Linked DNA regions of Sus scrofa: all the other regions are linked to region 1. A link is a contact called in public Hi-C, HiChIP or PLAC-seq and promoter capture Hi-C data. All regions are on one chromosome and are shown on one strand. Each heading gives the region's core, a stretch centred on a gene start, on an enhancer-like site or on the middle of the called end of the contact. The rest is flanking DNA. Distances are from core to core; before and after follow the strand shown.

Evidence for each region. Promoter capture Hi-C pulls out the DNA fragments that hold promoters and counts their contacts. Hi-C and Micro-C count contacts between places; a contact is called where the count stands out from the background. HiChIP or PLAC-seq counts read pairs in DNA pulled down with a chosen protein or histone mark.
Region 2: a promoter capture Hi-C map of fetal liver shows a contact between it and region 1, with 3 times the contacts expected there. The contact joins the promoter of YEATS2 here to the promoter of PARL in region 1. A contact is called at or near these places in 2 of 5 promoter capture datasets (fetal liver and liver), 2 of 47 Hi-C or Micro-C datasets (embryonic fibroblasts and liver) and 1 of 2 datasets of contacts at active chromatin or transcription factors (alveolar macrophages).
Region 3: a contact with region 1 is called in an H3K27ac HiChIP or PLAC-seq map of alveolar macrophages. The contact joins the promoter of EIF2B5 here to the promoter of PARL in region 1. A contact is called at or near these places in 1 of 5 promoter capture datasets (liver) and 1 of 2 datasets of contacts at active chromatin or transcription factors (alveolar macrophages).
Region 4: a Hi-C map of embryonic fibroblasts shows a contact between it and region 1, with 2.2 times the contacts expected there. The contact joins the promoter of KLHL24 here to the promoter of PARL in region 1. A contact is called at or near these places in 3 of 47 Hi-C or Micro-C datasets (embryonic fibroblasts, fetal heart ventricle and skeletal muscle).

Annotation. Positions count from the first base shown.
Region 1 is chr13:121,811,405-121,815,800 of Sscrofa11.1, reverse strand. It overlaps PARL (presenilins-associated rhomboid-like protein, mitochondrial), which reads left to right and starts at 2,122. Exons shown (of 10, transcript XM_021069926.1): 1 at 2,122-2,192. The coding sequence starts at 2,137.
Region 2 is chr13:121,635,379-121,639,473 of Sscrofa11.1, reverse strand. YEATS2 (YEATS domain-containing protein 2) reads right to left here and starts at 1,651. Exons shown (of 31, transcript XM_021069912.1): 1 at 1,422-1,651.
Region 3 is chr13:122,058,691-122,063,136 of Sscrofa11.1, reverse strand. EIF2B5 (translation initiation factor eIF-2B subunit epsilon) reads right to left here and starts at 2,729. Exons shown (of 16, transcript XM_021069943.1): 1 at 2,436-2,729; 2 at 631-755. The coding sequence starts at 2,636. It overlaps LOC106507270 (a long non-coding RNA gene), which reads left to right and starts at 3,655. Exons shown (of 3, transcript XR_002337773.1): 1 at 3,655-3,782.
Region 4 is chr13:121,562,255-121,566,466 of Sscrofa11.1, reverse strand. It overlaps KLHL24 (kelch-like protein 24), which reads right to left and starts at 1,619. Exons shown (of 9, transcript XM_003132561.5): 1 at 1,464-1,619.

The DNA.
Region 1 (4,396 bases), core at 873-3,372:
TAAAATCAAATCCCAGAATTGACATCTATGACTAAGGCGAAGTTAATTTATTTTGGTTTCTCAAAAAAGTCATGCCCTGGAAAAACATCACAAATGCTAGAATATTTAGGCCCTTCTCTTCTCCTGGTAACCTCTATCAGTTTCTCTGGGGCGCCTTATCCCCTTCCTTCCATTCCTTATCCTTTGACTGCACTGTTTCCCCCCTCCTCCAAATCTCCAAAGAGCTTTCTGCTTCTCTGACCAAAGCACTTCTTTCAATGTATTGTACTTGCCTGTTTATTTACTTGGTCCTTTCTCCCCTAGGAGAGTAGGATGTCTGTGAGGTCAGAGATTGTGTCTTCTAAAATACATCCCAGATCTAGTACATTGCCTGGCATCTGTTGGTGCTTATTAAGTATTTATGGAATGAATGCCATGTTATTATAGTGATATGCATAAGCAGTATAAAAACAGAGTTAAATCAGACTGAAGGCCTAAAAGGATGGCCTTAAAGGAAAGCAAAATATGTCTCACCCCAAATATGACTCTTTGACATAAAAGTTATTTTGAGCTGAAGGCAATTAAGAAGCAGTAAATGCAGAAAAGGCTCCCCCTTTCCCTTAAAGGCAGGAAATAAATGTCCCCTTTTATGGAGACAGATTCTTACCATTCCAAAGACTAGTGACCAGTGTGAAAGAAAAAATAAATAAAAATAAAGTCAGTATGGCTAAGAGAGCTGTCTAAAATGGAGCCAGGAGGTCACTTTTGCATGTCTCAACCTGTATGGAATCTTATTGTCTTAAAGCCAGAATCCAGATCATCTGCTCAATGTTTCAGAAACTCAAGATAATTATCCAACTCTCACCCTAAAATACTTCATGGCAGCCTATTTACTTATTGGACCTTTATCCTAAAATAACTGGTGAGAACCTATCCTTTAAGAACAAATATTTCCTTTCTTGCTTCAGGGTCGATCATAATTCTTGCACAACCACATGGATTTTGCCTTTTTAAGCTCCTGACTCTCTCTTCCTTGAACACTTTTTCAATTTTTCAGTCTTTCAAATTGCAATTCTTAAGACCCCCAAATAAAACACTTGGTTTTTTTTTGTAGTCTTGATACTGATTATCATTAATAATTATTTATTAATAATCACTAATATTATTGTTCAACAAGAAACACCAGTGTAATCTGCAAACAAACCTTGTTAACCTAACTCTTACCTTCCCACTTAAGGAAGATAAGGACTACCTAGCTCTAGTTGGTCTTCCCCTAACCCAAGACCCATTATCTTGCCAATTCTACACAAATTTTAAATACTTTCAGCTCTAGTCACTTCTTCTGGTCTTAATTCTCTTGTGAAGACTCCCAAGTACATGCAAAATGTCTACAAAATTTTCATGCTCTTCTCCTATTAGCCTTTGCCAGTTTAATTTTCAGGCCCAGCCAGGGATCCTAAGAGAACGGAGGGAAACTTTTCCTCCCTTACAGCCTCCTAAAAAACCTGATGATTGAGGTTGGTTTGAAGGATTGGTTAGGCAGAGAGAGAATGGAAAAGTGTTTCAGGCAGTGAGGATGGTATATGAACTTTCGAGAAGTAGGAGCTGGAAAAGCAATGCCTTTCAGAAACTGCGGATGACTTAGCATGGCTGCAGCTACAGTCAGAAGGAGGAGTGGAAGGAAATAAAGCTGACTGACAGGGAGGCAAAGACTGATCATGAAGTCTAAATTTTATCTACAATTCAGATTTTCAAGTCAGGTTTGGATCCTCTTCAGTGTATCATAACATGAAATAGTGAGATGCACAAAAAAGAGTAGTAATTTCAGAAAACTTCCGTTACCATTTTGGTTCTTCCTCTCACTTCCCTCTGGGCCTCAGAAACATGGTAAAGACAGTGATAATATTTTTTCTGGAGTGCTTTAAGTGGATTAAATGCAATAATTTAGGTAAAGTTCCTGGTACATGGCGTCACTCAATAAATACCAGTTTTCCCTTCTCTTTTTCCTCGGGGCCTTTTGTGCAAGCGGGGTGGAGGGCAGTCCCAACTCCCACAGCCCTCCCAGGTACAGACCGGTGTTACTGGAAGAACCAGCCGGCGGGTCCCAGTCCCTCGGGTTGGTCTGGCTTGGGCTCAGCCGCGCGAGGGCGCTCTAGGATGCTCCTCCGGGCTCTATGGTTTTTCCTCCGCCCCGGAAGTGGTTCCAAGCAAGGGTTGGTAAGGTCGGGCCATGGTGGGGCAGAGGTTGGGAAGATGGCGTGGCGTGGCTGGGCGTGTAGAGGCTGGGGTTGCAGACATGCATGGGCTCCACCGGCAGGCAGCCGCAGCTGCGAGGAGCTCACCGCGGGCCTGGCCCCGCCGCAGCTACTCGGGCGCAGGTAATGACCGCCGCTCGTGGCTTCTCGACTCTGGTGACCCTGGCTTTGGAGGTGTATCTTTAGGGGCGGAGGCCGTGTGGGCCTCTCGTGCCACTCCCCGCTCACCCTCTGTGCACATCCGTCCCTTCTCTCTCCGTCCCAACTTCCTCTCTCGCCGCCATCCAGTCCTCGCTTCTAGCCGCGCCATCCTGCCCCGGATTCATAGTGACCAGCCCCGGCCCAGCTTTCAGTGAGCCCGCGCTGGCCCCTCTTCTGTCGGGAGGGACAGTAATCGGCGAGGGCTGATCGTGCGCCACGCCTCATAATCCCGCCAGCAAGGGAAGTAGTTTAACACACCTACTCGAATGGCAGGGTCAAGATTTTATTTTCCGTCGGTTTTTACATAAACCTTAGTTTTACTGCAAATTACCTTCTTTAGCGTTTAGAAAGCCTTATAAGGGAAGACAGAATCGCAGGAGGGCATCACTTTGACGCTTGCGGAGTTGTAGGAGAGGCTTTTCTGTTCAAGAATTGAGATAGTGGAATAGTTGGTTTCCAGATGATTTGAAAACAAAACTACTCGACTGTTCCCGAGTGGAGGCTGTTTGAAGAGTATGTTCTGTCTGTAATTGGCTGCTTTTGCCTTAGAATAATTCAACTCTAAATTGAGAGGAGAGAAATCCTCAACTAAGATTCTGATGTGTATGGGTTCTGAAATTATTTACTGTTCTTTATTCCAGAGTTTCAGCTTTCCTAATTTCTGCCTCAGTTAGATAAGTGCCCGGAATCCACCCGATTGATGGTAGGTAGATGGTAGCAAGAAACACGAATGTTAGATAATTGAGGCTCCAGAGTGGTAGAGCCATTGCTTAAAGTCACCTGGAGTGTTTGTAGGCTATATTTCCCAGACCCTAGCCAAGTCCTGTCAACTCAGAAGTCTTAAACTTCTGAGGAGATGGAAAAGAAGGTCGGGTGGAGGTGGTGATTGATTTCAGCGGTCCTGATTTCATTCTTTAATCCAGATCCCAATTGAAATTGTAGAGTTTGGGAGGCAAGAAAAGTGAATATAGCTCTTGGGAAGCACCAGGTGTTGTATATTAATGATATGTGTTAGGAAGGGAAAAGAAAAGAAAAACTTGTCTACTGAGGAGGTCTAGGAGTTCCCACTGTGGTGCAGTGGGTTAAGGATCTGGCGTTGCTGCAGCTGTGGCTGGGATTTGACCCCTGGCCTGGGAACTTGCATATGCCATGGGTAAAGGAAAAATAGAAGCCTCCAGTAAAAATTGGAGAGCATTTGGAAAAAACATACAATTGACGTTGATGATTAACATCACAGTTTTTAAAAGTTGTCATTTATAGGAGTTCCCATTGTGGCTCAGTGGTTAAGAAATCTGACTAGGAACCGTGAGGTTGCAGGTTGAATCGGAATTGGAGCTATAGCTGCTGGCCTACACCACAGCAACGCCAGATCCTAGCCGTTTTTGCAGTCAACACCACAGCTCACGGCAACACCCCATTCTTAACCCACTGAGCAAGGCCAAGGATCGAACCTGCGTCTTCGTGAATACTAGTCAGATTCATTTCTCCTGGGCCATGCCAGGAACTTCTGAATTTCCTTGTATATAACTATTAGGTATGCTTTCACTTCTAGAAGTTCTAAAATTATATCACAGAGGAATGAATCAGGGATATGGTTAAAAAGCAGAGGTTTGGGCTCAATCTCAAACAATGCAGTTGAAGACATTTATCATGCTTTTTCTGGTTGGTTTTACATTTTAAGAAATGTAAAACTGTTGGAGTTCCCATCTTGGCGCAGCGGAAACGAATCCGACTAGGAACCATGAGGTTTCTGGTTCAATTCCTCGCCTCGCTCAGTGGGTTAAGGATCTGGCATTGCCCTGAGCTGTGGTCTAGGTTGCAGGTGTGGCTTGGATCTGGCATGGCTGTGGCCAACAGCTGCAGCTCTGATTAGACCCCTAGACTGGGAACCTCCATATGCTGTGGGTGTGGCCCTAAAAAGCAAAAAAAAAAGAAGTGTAAAACTAAAAAAGCTTCCTAAA
Region 2 (4,095 bases), core at 402-2,901, 180 kb after region 1:
TCATATTTAGTATACATTCCAAATTTAATAACCCCCAAATGGAACTCATGGTCTCCCCCACCTCAAATTTCTCTTCTCCATTCTTCTCAGTAAATGCCTCCATCTACTCATAGTTGCTCAAAACAATTATCAAAAAGCAGAGTTCTCCCTTTCCCTCACCAATCCATTTCCAAGTCTTGTTCATTCTACCTCGAGAATATCTGTTAATCATTCTACTCTCCTCCATCTCCACCTCCACGGACCTAGTCCAAGGTACTGTAAACTAACTGATCGCCTAGCTTCCACTTTTGCCCTCTTTCTCGGTAGTCAGATTATGCTACTTGCCTTAAAATCTTCAAAGGTTCTCATAAAAACCCAAATCCTAAAAACAGCCTCCCTCACCTGCTCCTATCTTAGAACATTTACAGCCAAATATATGCATGCAGTGATAATATCTCTAGACAGTAAAAACAAGGGTACTTTTCCTCACTTTCTTGCCTGTGTTTTTAAATTTTTCTATGATGAATACGTGCTCCCTGCTTATTAAGAGCAAATTATATTGCTGAACACTACATGCTATTACATCACATTTTACATGTTAATGAGAAAAGGGAATGGAAAATTGTAGTTAAAACTCCTTAACTGTTATAAGCTTAAAAGAAAATACTAGCAAACATATATCAAAACTCTAAGAATGATGTGTCAGGGCTGTAGAATTACTGGTGATATTTTCCTCCTCTACTTGCTATTTTTGTTAACATAATTACTTTCATAATAGAAAAAAAAAAAAGAAAAAGGTTATAATACAAACCTCATTGTTTCCTGCAATCTGGCCACAACCCACCAAACCAGCCTTTCTTCCGAGTACTCATTTTCCCAAGCCTTCCACTCCAACCCCGCACTGTCTCACACCTTTGGTGCTTTAAACTCGGGCATCATCCCCGGAATATCCTCCAACCTTTTTACATCCTGTTCATCCTTCACGGTGGAGGGGAACAGTAGGGAAGGCGACAGGTTGGAGAGAGATTCCAGGATTCTTGCTAATAAATCCACAACTTGCTTGTCCTGGGGCCAAATCTCATCCCCAATCCCATCACAGGCCACCGCGTTTAACACCCTAAAAGCTCCGGCCACTGGGGCTCAAGGGACCGCTATCCCCTGAGACAGTACGGTGCCGCTAAGAAAAAGATATCTCCACACACCCAAATTCCGGGTTCCCGCTTCGGAGACGCCTCCGCCGCACACACTCATCCGGACCCAACCTCCTCCTCCGGATCCTCTCCCCGCCAGTCACCCGCCCCCTCCTTCCCCTCAGCCGGGGGCGGGGGGCGCGGCGGAGTGGGGGAGGGGCACGCACGTGCCCGCGCCGCCCCCGCCCAGACAATGCCCCGGAGAGCGGAGCGCGCGCAAGGCGGTCCCATCCTGCTCCCGCCAACACTCACCCTTTTTCCGGGTCTCCGGCTGAAGCGCAGGCCCCGCCGGGCACCGCGAGAGGGCACGGGGGAGGGGAGGGGGCAGGTCAAGCCCCCGAGGAGCCGCCCCGCCACGAGGCCCCGGCGACCCCAGAACCCGAGGAAGCACACGGCTCGGTGGAGCCCGCCCGGCCCGTTTGGCTCGCACGTCACCAGCAGGGGCGGGGCGGGGCGCGCGCTGCGGCGGCGGCAGCGGCGGCGGCGCGCGCGGTTCCGGAGGCGGAGCTCGCAGGGTTATGGGCGGGGCCGGCGCCGCGGCGGAGCTGGAGCTGACCCAGACTCTCACCCCGCCGCCGCCGCACAGCCCTGCTCGGCACTGCCCCGCGCGGCCACTCTGTCTGGGGAGAATAGTCACGGGTTCTGGTAAAGGCATCACCGTGTATCATTTTACTCCTTAGAGGAAGATAGCGAGTTTCAGCCCAAAGACAGAATATTCGTTCTCCCGGCAATTATGAAGCTAACATAGCAGTAACAGCAGTAGCTATGATTTGTGTGTGTGCTTGTACCAAGCTTTGTGCTAGATATACAAATAGCTATAGTTGTTAACCTATTTTACAGATGCAGAAACTGAGTCTGGGAAAGGTGAGGACTTATCTGGGTCATACAACTAGTAACAATCCATAAAGTATTGTTTGCCGCTTAAATATCTCTTAAGCGCAACCTTGCCTTGTCCTCTCTCTGTCCTACCCTGCCATAGACCCCATCATCTCCCCTCCTGAGGATTCTGTAGCCTCCCATTTGGTCTCCAGAGATTTGTTTCTGTCCCCTTCAATCTATTCTCACTATGTAAAGATTTATCGTTGGATTTACCAAGGTTTAGAGGGAGTTCGCTTTATATATTTTTTTTACTTATGTATATGTTATCAATTTTTGGATGTATTTAATGTTTAATAAAAATGTTTTAAAGGATTTACTCCTGTGTCTCCAATAGCAAGCCCAGTGCACTGCACATAATGCGCACTCAAAAGCTTTTTTTTACATTTTTTAATTATAGTTGGTTTACAATTTTGTGCCAATTTCTGTTGTACAGCAAAGTGACCTAGATATATATATATATACACACATATATATACACATTCTTTTTCTCATATCATCCTCCATCATGTTCTAACCCCAGAGATTGGACTCAGTTCCCTGTGTCATACGGTAAGACTTTTCACTGCCTATCCATTCTAAATGTAATAGTTTGCATCTACTAACCCCAAACTCCCTGTCTATCTCATTCTCTCCTCTCCTTGGCAACCACAAGTCTGTTCTTCATGTCCTGAGCCTGTTTCTGTTCTATAGATAGGTTCATTTTGCCACATATTAGATTCCACATACAAGTGGTAGATGGTATTTGTCTTTCTCTTTCTGACTTCACTTAGTATGAGAATCTCTAGTTGCATACATGTTGCTGAAAATGGCATTATCTTGGTCTTTTTATGGCTAAGTAGTATTCCATTGTGTATATGTACCTCATCTTAATCCATTCATCTGTCGATGGACATTTAGGTTGTTTCCATGTTTTGGCTATTTTCAGTAGTGCTGCTGTGAACATATGGGTGTATCTTTTTGAATTGTAGTTTTGTCTGGATATATGCCCAGGAGTGGGATTGCTATATCATATGGCAGTTTTATATTTAGTTTTCTGAGGAGTATTTGTTTTTCTTTAAATCCCACCCCCCCCGCCTTTTTTGGCTGCACTTCGGCTTATGGAAGTTCCCAGACAAGCTGCAGCTGTAACATAGGCCACAGTTGTGGCACTGCATCCTTAACCCACTGTATTAACCCAATGGATCCTTAACCCACTAAACTCACTTAACCCATTGCACCTGGCCAGGGTTTGCGCCCACACCTTATCATCGACCCAAGCCACCACAAAGACAATATTAGATCCTTAACCCACTGTGCCATATCTGGAACTGCTCAAAAAGTATTTGTTGAATGCATGGGTAGATGAAGAGCTGGGCCAGGAACTTACTCCTAAGCCCTCCATGATAAGGGAATAGAGGGGTTTATAAATGTCACTCTTGGCCTCCTAACTTTCAGGTCTTCTAGGGGTAAAGACAGATTAGCTATAATTGGTTCAACAAATTTTTATTGTTTCTATTCTGTGTCCTGGCACTCTGTGCCAGCACTATATTAGATACTTGGGTCAGAAATGAACAAAACGGTTCCTGAACTTGTGAAATTTGCAGTCAGTCCAATCTGAAAGGCCAGGAAATGACTCCCTGAGCCTTAAGCTAAAACCCAGAGAGAGACTAGAAATTGGAGAGATAAAAATAAATTTCATGGAGGAAGAGGTAGGGTAAGTAGTCAGCCTGAGTGTCTGTGTTGTCCTACTTTGGGGCTTTAACCCTGGACATATCCAGCTAAGTATGGAGGAGACTAGAAGCCCACTTCCCCTGGCCCAGCTTAGAAGGGTGCCCAATTCTAGCAGAAGTCTCACTTTGATTAGAGCTCAGGAGCAGACAGTAGCATTAGGGAGAAAGAGGAATCTGAGGTAGTGTTGCTGCATGTCCATGATTTGAGGATGGTGTGCCAGAAACCCAGACTTCTCTGTATGACTTCTGCCAGGAAAGCAGAAAGTAGCATGGTTGAGAGCCATGGCCAGGGCAGTGGGTACTCTGCCAGGGGCCAGGTGATCCTAAACCAGAGGTCA
Region 3 (4,446 bases), core at 1,480-3,979, 250 kb before region 1:
TAGGCACTGGGAATACAAAGATGAAGAAGAGCTCAATATTTCATAGCTCAGTGGAAAAGCAAATATGTTACTTTTGTAACTTGCATACTGGAGCCACTAAATAAAAAGCAAAAACCTACTGGAACCAAACTTTATAAGTAAGATACAGAAAAAACCCAAATGCTATTCTTTAACTTTTTTTTTTTTTGTCTTTTTGCCATTTCTTAGGCTGCTCCCGTGACATATGGAGGTTCCCAGGCTAGGGGTCAATTCAGAGCTGTAGCCACAGGCCTACACCAGAACCACAGCAACACGTGATCCGAGCCGTGTCTGCAACCCACACCACAGCTCACGGCAATACCGGATCCTTAACCCACTGAGCAAGGCCAGGGATCGAACCCACAACCGCATGGTTTCTAGTCGGATTCATTAACCACTGAGCCACAACAGGACCTCCAAATGCTATTCTTTAATCTCTATCACAGCTTCAGCTCCTCACCTGCTAAGAGAATGCCCTTAGTTAAAGCTTATGATGGAATTCAAATAGATATATTTTACTCCCTTACAATTCCCTCTTATTTAGTTATAACCATTCTAAGGAACCTGGGGAAAAAATGGTGAAACATAGAAAGAAAAGTTGCAGAGCCTTACAGTAAATGTTCCTTGATTTGAGCAGCCTTCCAGCAACAAAAGACAAAGGTTTCCTGTACACCTGTGGCAGTCAGAAATTCCAGAGTGTAGTCAATTAGTGCCACATTGGCCAGGGGCAAGAGGGCCTGGAGGGTAGGAGATGAAAAAAAGTTTGAAGTATTGAATCCATGAAGGCCTTCTGGGTACCATTCCTTCCCCTTCTTCATCCACAATTTTCACTCCACTATCAGTGTGTTTAAACACCAGCTTTAATTTATTTTTCCTATTTAAAAGTAATCAGGCTCCTGCCTTTGATGTTCATGGCATGCTCTAAACATCAGTCTAATGTGTTGCAGTTCAGACATAGTAAGCATGGAATCTACATGCTTAGCATCAGACACAGAGCTGGTACTGAACAGGAGACTACTCCTGACAAAGGGTAACACTAGAGATCAATCATATCTCCAGAAATTTAAGCACCACTGAGGCCTTTTTCTCTACAAAATTTCTTTTCTTTTCTTTTCTTTTTTTTTTTTTGCCATTTCTTGGGCCGCTCCCGCGGCATATGGAGGTTCTCAGGCTAGGGGTCTAATCGGAGCTGTACCTGCCAGCCTACACCAGAACCACAGCAATGTGGGGATCCCAGCTGCGTCTGTGACCTACACCACAGCTCACAGCAACGCTGGATCATTAACCCACTGAGCAAGGGCAGGGATCGAACCCGCAACCTCATGGTTCCTAGTCGGATTCGTTAACCACTGCGCCACGATGGGAACTCCTAAAATTTCTTTTCTTGATCCTTTTCTAAGAGGCAAGGGCTAGTCATCCCCATCACTTGTCCAAAATAAACAGTCATTAGACTATTTGGAGGAAGTGAAGAGTCAAAGAGGACTTTTCCTGAATTGAATGCCAAGTCCCTTTCTTTGAACTGGGGACTGCTGAGTGACCCAGCAATCCCTAGGACTAGCTGAGGCCAATTCCCCAGCTTCTAGACAATGCAGGGATGTTGGCAACCAGCCATTAAACCCGTTCTGTTCTTCTTTTGACATATGGCATTGGCTCTCATTAAAACCTGGGAAGAAAAAAAAGCACACTTGGAGTTCTCCTCGTGGCTCAGTGGTTAACGAATCCGACTAGGAACCATGAGGTTATGGGTTTGATCCCTGGCCTTGCTCAGTGGGTTAAGGATCCGTTGTTGCCATGAGCTGTGGTGTAGGTGGCAGATGCGGCTGGGATCCCGTGTTGCTGTGGTTCTGGTGTAGGTCGGTGGCTACAGCTCCGATTAGACCCCTAGCCTGGGAACCTCCATATGCCGCGGGAGAGGCCCTAGAAATGGCAAAAAGACAAAAACAAAACAAAACGAAACACCAAAAAAACCACACTATACAAGTCTGCTCTTTTTTTTTGGGGGGGGGGACGACAATATGATCTCCCTTTTGGAGGCAAAAGGAGGTGACATTCCCTTTCATCACTCGATCTTATTATCCTCTGCATAAAGCCAGCGCAGCCTCCTCTTGAGGCACTGAATCCCAGAATGAAGGCTTCTCACAAGCACTGCTTCTGCATCAGCCCTTTGCAGAGCTCCCAAACCTGAGGTGGACAGCACGACGAGTGCTCAAATCTGCCAGCCACTCACTTGGTCAGGCAATCGTCAGGGCTTTAGACGGTCTCCTCGCCTTCCTCATAATCAGATAAACCCGATTTCTGAGAGAGAGAGTGGACACAAGTCCTTCCAGAGCCCGCCTCACCAGGAAGCCGAAGGGATAACTTGCTATAGCCCCGCCACCTCCAGGCCCTCTGGCAGCTTCCAAGCGTGCGGCGCTCACCCGAGGCTGGTCCTTGGAGATAGGGAAGAAACGGCGGTTGAAGCTGTCGGCCACCAGAACTGCTTGTAGGGGCGGCGGCGGTTCCTCCTCTGCCCCTCTGGCTGCCCCCCCGCCGCCGCCGCCGCCACCCTGTCCGCTGCCGCTGCGCTTGTTGGCTCGACCAGGCACCGGACCAGGCGGCGCCACCACAGTAGCCGCCATCTTCTTCTCTCACGGCCACCACTTCCGCACGGAAACTGACACGGCAAGCAGTAAGGGACAAAAAGACCTAGCACTCGAAACGCGAAGGACTAGAGAAGGAAGGGCGGGAGGAGCCGCGGAGAGAGGAGTGCGCATGCGTCTTCCTCAGCCCAGAGGTTGGGCAGGGAGGAGTGAGGTCTGCGGCCCAGCGCTGCGGAAGGTGACCTGTTGAGGCGCCTGGGCCTGGGGTCCTATGGACTGCAGAGTCTATTGGCAAGTAGAGTCGGCCGTCATTTGTACGTGAGCAAGCTGAGGTTCTTGCGGGATAATGAGACTTCTGGTCTTTGCGAAACGGCCAGAACCTTTCTGGATGTGTAATTTTCTCTGCCACCCCCCCACCCCAGCCACCTGAGCACCTCAAAAATTGTGGTCCTCCGTCTTTATTCTCGTCACCTAATGTGACCTGGCACCTTGGGGAATTCAGAACTGAGTCAGACATTCCTATCCCTCAGGGGACTAACAGTCTATGTGAATACAGAACGCGGAATAGTAGAGAGAGTAGTAACTCTGGTAAAGCGCTGATTGTGGACAGGAATGATACAAGCGTTATTGCACTTACTTCGTCACACATCTTGGAGAACCTTTTACTCATTCATTCAACAAACATTTCTGGAACTCTCAGTGGGATGAAGTTCATTCAGCTAGTAGATGGAAGAACTGGTATTGGAACCCAATCTGTAAGACGTCATAGCTCTACAATCTTTCTGCCAAGTTTTGCATGGCCAAAAATTTACTATTTTTTGACATCTTCATTCATTCATTCAGCATGTCAAGCATTTATTGAAACCCCATGGAGTGGGTCCAAGAACACTGTATTATTATTTTTCTGTCTTTTGTCTTTTTAGGGCCACACCCACGGCATATGGAGGTTCCCATGATAGGGGTCAAATAGGACTTAGAGCTGCCAACCTACACCACAGCCACAGCAACGCCAGATCCAAGCCGCGTCTGCGATCTACACTACAGGTCACGGCAACACAGGATCCTTAACCCACTGAGTGAGGTTGGGGATCGAACCTGCATCCTCGTGGTTCCTACTAGGATTCCTTTCTGCTGCTCTACGATGGGAACTCCCAAGAATACTATAAAATTGAGTAGATCCCCAAGGTAAGCAGCAAACCTTGGTGACAGAAGTGCAAAGGTGCTCGAGGAGCAGCAGCATTTGGGGAAAGAGGCAGTGGCTGAGCTGGTAAGCCAGGCCTGCTGAAGCTTGGGACCTCGGGGATGTGGTGGAAGCGAGGTGAGGCGGGTTGGGTGTCCTTTGGTGGGCAAGAAGCTTTCCTGCAAGGTACCTCACTCTTTTCGTTGGAATTCCACCATCCTGCAAAGTTTCTGCACAATTTGTTCCCACCCGAGGGCTGTGTTGCACGTCAGGATTTGGGGTTGGAAGGGCTGAGATTTGTTGTTTTCCCTTTGGGGCAGCAGCTGGACCGGTGGTACTCAGGCACACTCCTCGTGGGTCCAAGGAGTCTCTCATTTCTTCCCTTTACCAGTTAATGATGGCGTTAAGTGAAAGACCATTTCCTAAGAATTTTGGAAATTTTAGCCTGCAGAAGGCAAGTCAGTAAAAGTTTTCAATTAAGTGAGTGTACATTGTAGAAGGTGTTGGACTGTGCTACAAATCCACAGGAAAAAAGAAACAAGAAGGGTGAGTAAACAGGACTAGTAATTTGCGAGCACGCACAAGCGGTGGAGTGGAACTGTGATGAGAGTATGAAAAGTAGGTCCAATTGTAGAAAATTTTAAATGACTTGTGACACTTCTGAAAGTG
Region 4 (4,212 bases), core at 370-2,869, 250 kb after region 1:
CAATCTGTAACTGCAAATACTAAGATGAGATTTTTTTAAAGCTGTTCAAGAGAATAAGTCATTAATTATTAAAACCCACTGAAACTGAACAGTTACCACCTCAGGGATGACTGTAAAGCACTCTAAAACGTGGCGTTACGGCTCTTTTTAAACTACTTAAACCTTGTTTACAGAACAGGCAAGAACTAATTCGTCTGAGGACTTTCTTTCCACCACCTGGGTAGCTAAGGCCATGCAAGTCAAAAGGGGCTAATTTTCCGGCCCTCAGATCTCGCGCCGCGGCTGCTGTCCTCCGCGGGCCCCAGAGCTGCAAAGGACGGCCAGACAGAGGGGCCTCGCGCCCGAGTCCTCCAGCGCGGGAGCGCGCGCCACCCGCTCCTCTAGTGCTGCGGCGGCACGAGAGGCGAGCGCGCGCGCTCCCGCGCGTCCTCCAGATCACCTTCAAGGAGGCGGGGAAGAAGTGCCTGGGCACGTCCACCCAGCGACAAGGCACCCTCCAATAAACGCTCGGAATTCGCCCGGTCGTCCCGCCCGCTAGCCGCCGCAGGCCCCCAATCCCCGCCGCGTTAACAGCCTTCGCCTCCAGCGTCCAGAATCTGGGGGCGGGGCCATTAGGAACTAAATTAAGAAACCGAGGCCTGGAGTGGTGAGAAGGTGGGGAGGTTAGGCGGGGACTCAGCCGACGGAACGCCCGCTCCCCCGCCCGCCCGGGCTCCCCAGGGACTGTCTCTCCAGGGCCCAGTTCTCCGTTCTCTGCGCTGGCCCTGCGGCGAGCGGCGGTAAACAAAGGCTCGCAGGACGGTGGGGGCGGGGGTAACGGTCAGGTGACAGCGCCGCACACATTTCGCAACTCTTTACGGGGCTGTTCTGGCCCGCTACGCTGGGACCCACCTTGACCCCGTCAGTCCTCCCCGTCAGGACCAAACGGTCGCCCCCACCAAATGGGAAAGCTTGACCTGATACCTTCGCATTCTCGGCACTTCCTTCGAGTAAAAAAGAGCAGTGGTCCGTTCGAAGCCCATCGGCAAGTTGCGGGACCCTTCTCCCCGCCCTCACTGCCAGCTACCTCAGTCCCTCCGGCGGCGGGGAGATCCGCACCAGCTGCCCCCAGCCCCGGCGACCAGGCCCCTCCCAATCCGCCCCCGGCGGGCACGCCAGCAACGCCGCGGTTCCGGGGCGGTAGTGCCAGGAGGCGGGGGTGCCCTTTCTTTCATAGTGTTGTTACGGAACCGGGGCTGAAGACCCCCCAAGAGAGCCTCGGAGTCGCCTCGCCCCAGACAGGAGCCCTGTAGCCCCAGCTGCAATCTCTCCTCAGTCCCCCCTCCTCTGGCTCCAGAGGCCGGCCGCCGCTGGCTTCCCTCCTGCAGACATCCCCGTGGTTGTGACCTCAGCCGCCCCTCCGCCCCCGGCTCTGGTCGTTTCCTCGCCTTTCGGCCGGTCCCGGAGCTGTCATCCCCGGGTACCTCAAGAAGAAGGCTGGAAGAGGCCAGCAGCAGTGGCCAGCAGAGGTGGCCCAAGCGGTCCCTTAGCGGCCCGCGGCGCAGCGCTCTCTCCTGCGCCGGCGTCTCCTCCAGCCACCAGTCTCCCCGCAGCTCACAACAAAGGAAACATGTGACCGTCGGGGCCAAAACACTAAGCGTCACGGACCCCTGGCCTATCCGAGTGGGCATTCCCCCGCCTCGGGGCACCCTGGGAGATGTAGTTCTCATTCCGGGGGTGGCCGCCGGGGCCACTTGGGGTTCCCGTTGTAGGGTGGGTGTCGGGTGCTGGGCGTGGGAAGATAACAGTCTAAGAGCCGGTGATTCGGAAACACTTTGTTTTAGGTAGAGATAGGTTAAGGAAATGCATCTGTGCGAGGAGCCCAGTGAGAAATGAGTCGTGTGTTTATTGCCACGTCCCAAGGCAAAAGCACGTAACCAAGAATTCTTAGAACCCTAGAATTTGGGATTAGGTTTAGAGACCTTTTTATTTGATCCTTTGGTATGCAGTCAGGAGATCTGAGGGCCTGAGAGGTGAGAAGGACAAGAACCCTGATAGCTAGACGAACCCACTTTTCTTTTTAAATCTGTCACTGTCACCTGTATCACCTCGGGTTATCTTTTTATTGTAAACGTACATGCAAACCAGATAACCTTGTCACAAATCCCTGTTTTCTGAAGCAGATTCCCCAAAGGACATTATTTTGTGCTTTTTTTTTTTTTTTTTTTTTTTTTTTTGTCTCCAGAAATATTTTTTTTAAGGCTGAGTACACCTCCATATTTTGAAACATTTAACTAGTTTTTCGTTTCTGATATCAGAATTATAACTTCTTCTTCTGTAGTTTAAGAATATAGTCATGTCTTTATTAAATAAGAGGATGTGTTCCAATGGCTAAAGGTGTATATAAGAAGGCTTGTGTCCAGGCTTTTTAAACATGCTTTTTAGCCCTCATTTCCATATGTTATTAAGAAATGAAAATGCCTACCATTTATTGAGCTTCTACTAAGCTCCAGACCCACTGCTAGGCTCTTCACATATATCCTTTAATCTTCATAATAACCCGGCAAGGCAGTTTTATTATCCCATTTTACAGATGAAGAAACTAAGCCACAGAGAGGATAAAAGAGCTGGCACTGATCATTCAGCAATTAAGTGGTGAAGCTGAGATAGACACATAGTTTTTTTATTTTAGGGCCGCAGCATATGGAGGTTCCCAGGCTAGGGGTCCAATTGAAGCCACAGCTGCCAGCCTACACCACAACCACAGCAAGGCAGGATCTGAGCCGTGTCTGCAACCTACACCATAGCTCGGGGCAACACCGGATTCTTAACCTGCTGAGTGAGGCCAGGATTGGATCCTGCAATCCCATGGTTCCTAGTTGGATTTGGTTCCGCTGCGCCACAACAGGAACTCTGACACATAGATTTAAAAAAAAATTATATTAATATAGGTACACAATTATCCTTCTAAAAAGTGTATTTACAAGGTTAAATATTACAAGTCTAGTAGTATGACAGTCGTCCATCTCCCACCCCTCCTCATTCTTAATTCTCCAGAAGCAGCCACTTTCAACTATTTGAGCTATTCTGGTATTTACATTTATCTTCCAGTATAATGTATGGCTATTTCCTATTAAGGAAGCTGTCGTCCCTGTCCACCATCCTTCCAATCATCCATTTTCTGGTTAAATAATTATTTAGTGTTTAGGTCAGTAAGACTATGTATTTATTATTCAACAATGAATTAAACAGGATACAACTTCCTTTCTTGTATGGCTTTTCATTTTTCCAGCACCCATGGATCCTCACTGGCGTCATAAAAGTCCCACCTCTCTGGCAGTGCATTTAAGGCTCTTCTTGATGTACTCTGGGGCTCGCTTCTGCAGCCTGAACACCAGTCACAGTGAACTTCCTACGGTTGCCTACAGGACTCTTGCTCTGTCTCCAGGACATTCGCATCTATATACTGCTCCCTATGCCTCTTATGTCCTCTCCTTCCCTTCACCCCATTCACTAGGCTAGCTCCTGCTCTTAGTTCTGAGGGTCTGTGGGTCTTCTCTCTGGGAAACCCTCCATTCCTCCCCATTGCCTTTTCGTGAGATGTCTCCCCTCTGTCTTCTCACAGCAATCCATCTTTACCTCCTTCCCAGCAGTTACCACACTAATTGCCCATGTTTATAGTTGATCCTTGAACAACACAGGGGTTAAGTGCTCTGATCCTCTGTGCAGCTGAAAATCTGTTTAGAGCTTATGGTCAGCCCCCCATATACGCGGTTCCTACATAACTCTGGTTCCACATCAGCAGATTCAATCAACCCTGATTCAACCAACCCTGGATGGTGTAGTACTGTAGTACTTACTACTGAAAAAAACCTGCATATAAGTAGACCTGTGCAATTCAAATCCTGGTTGTTTAAGGGTCAACTGTTTTTACATGCCTTTCCCAACTGACTACCCTCTGAAATCCCTGAGGTCAAGACTGATGCTTCATTTTTTGTCATAGTATACCTAGTAGATGTTCAGTATGTATCTGTTAACTGGTGGAGTGATCTCTGGTTCTTGAGGTTAAGGAGACCAGAGAGAAGAAAAGTGCCACCAGACCCCCCTGGGGTCCACTTGGACTGGCCTGTATGTCCAAGTCCAGTTCTCGGGCTCTCTGGGGCGGTTAGATGCAGGGTGGTTGATCCCAACTCAGAATGGAAGGCAGTGAGGGGACCCACAGTATGGTAGCCC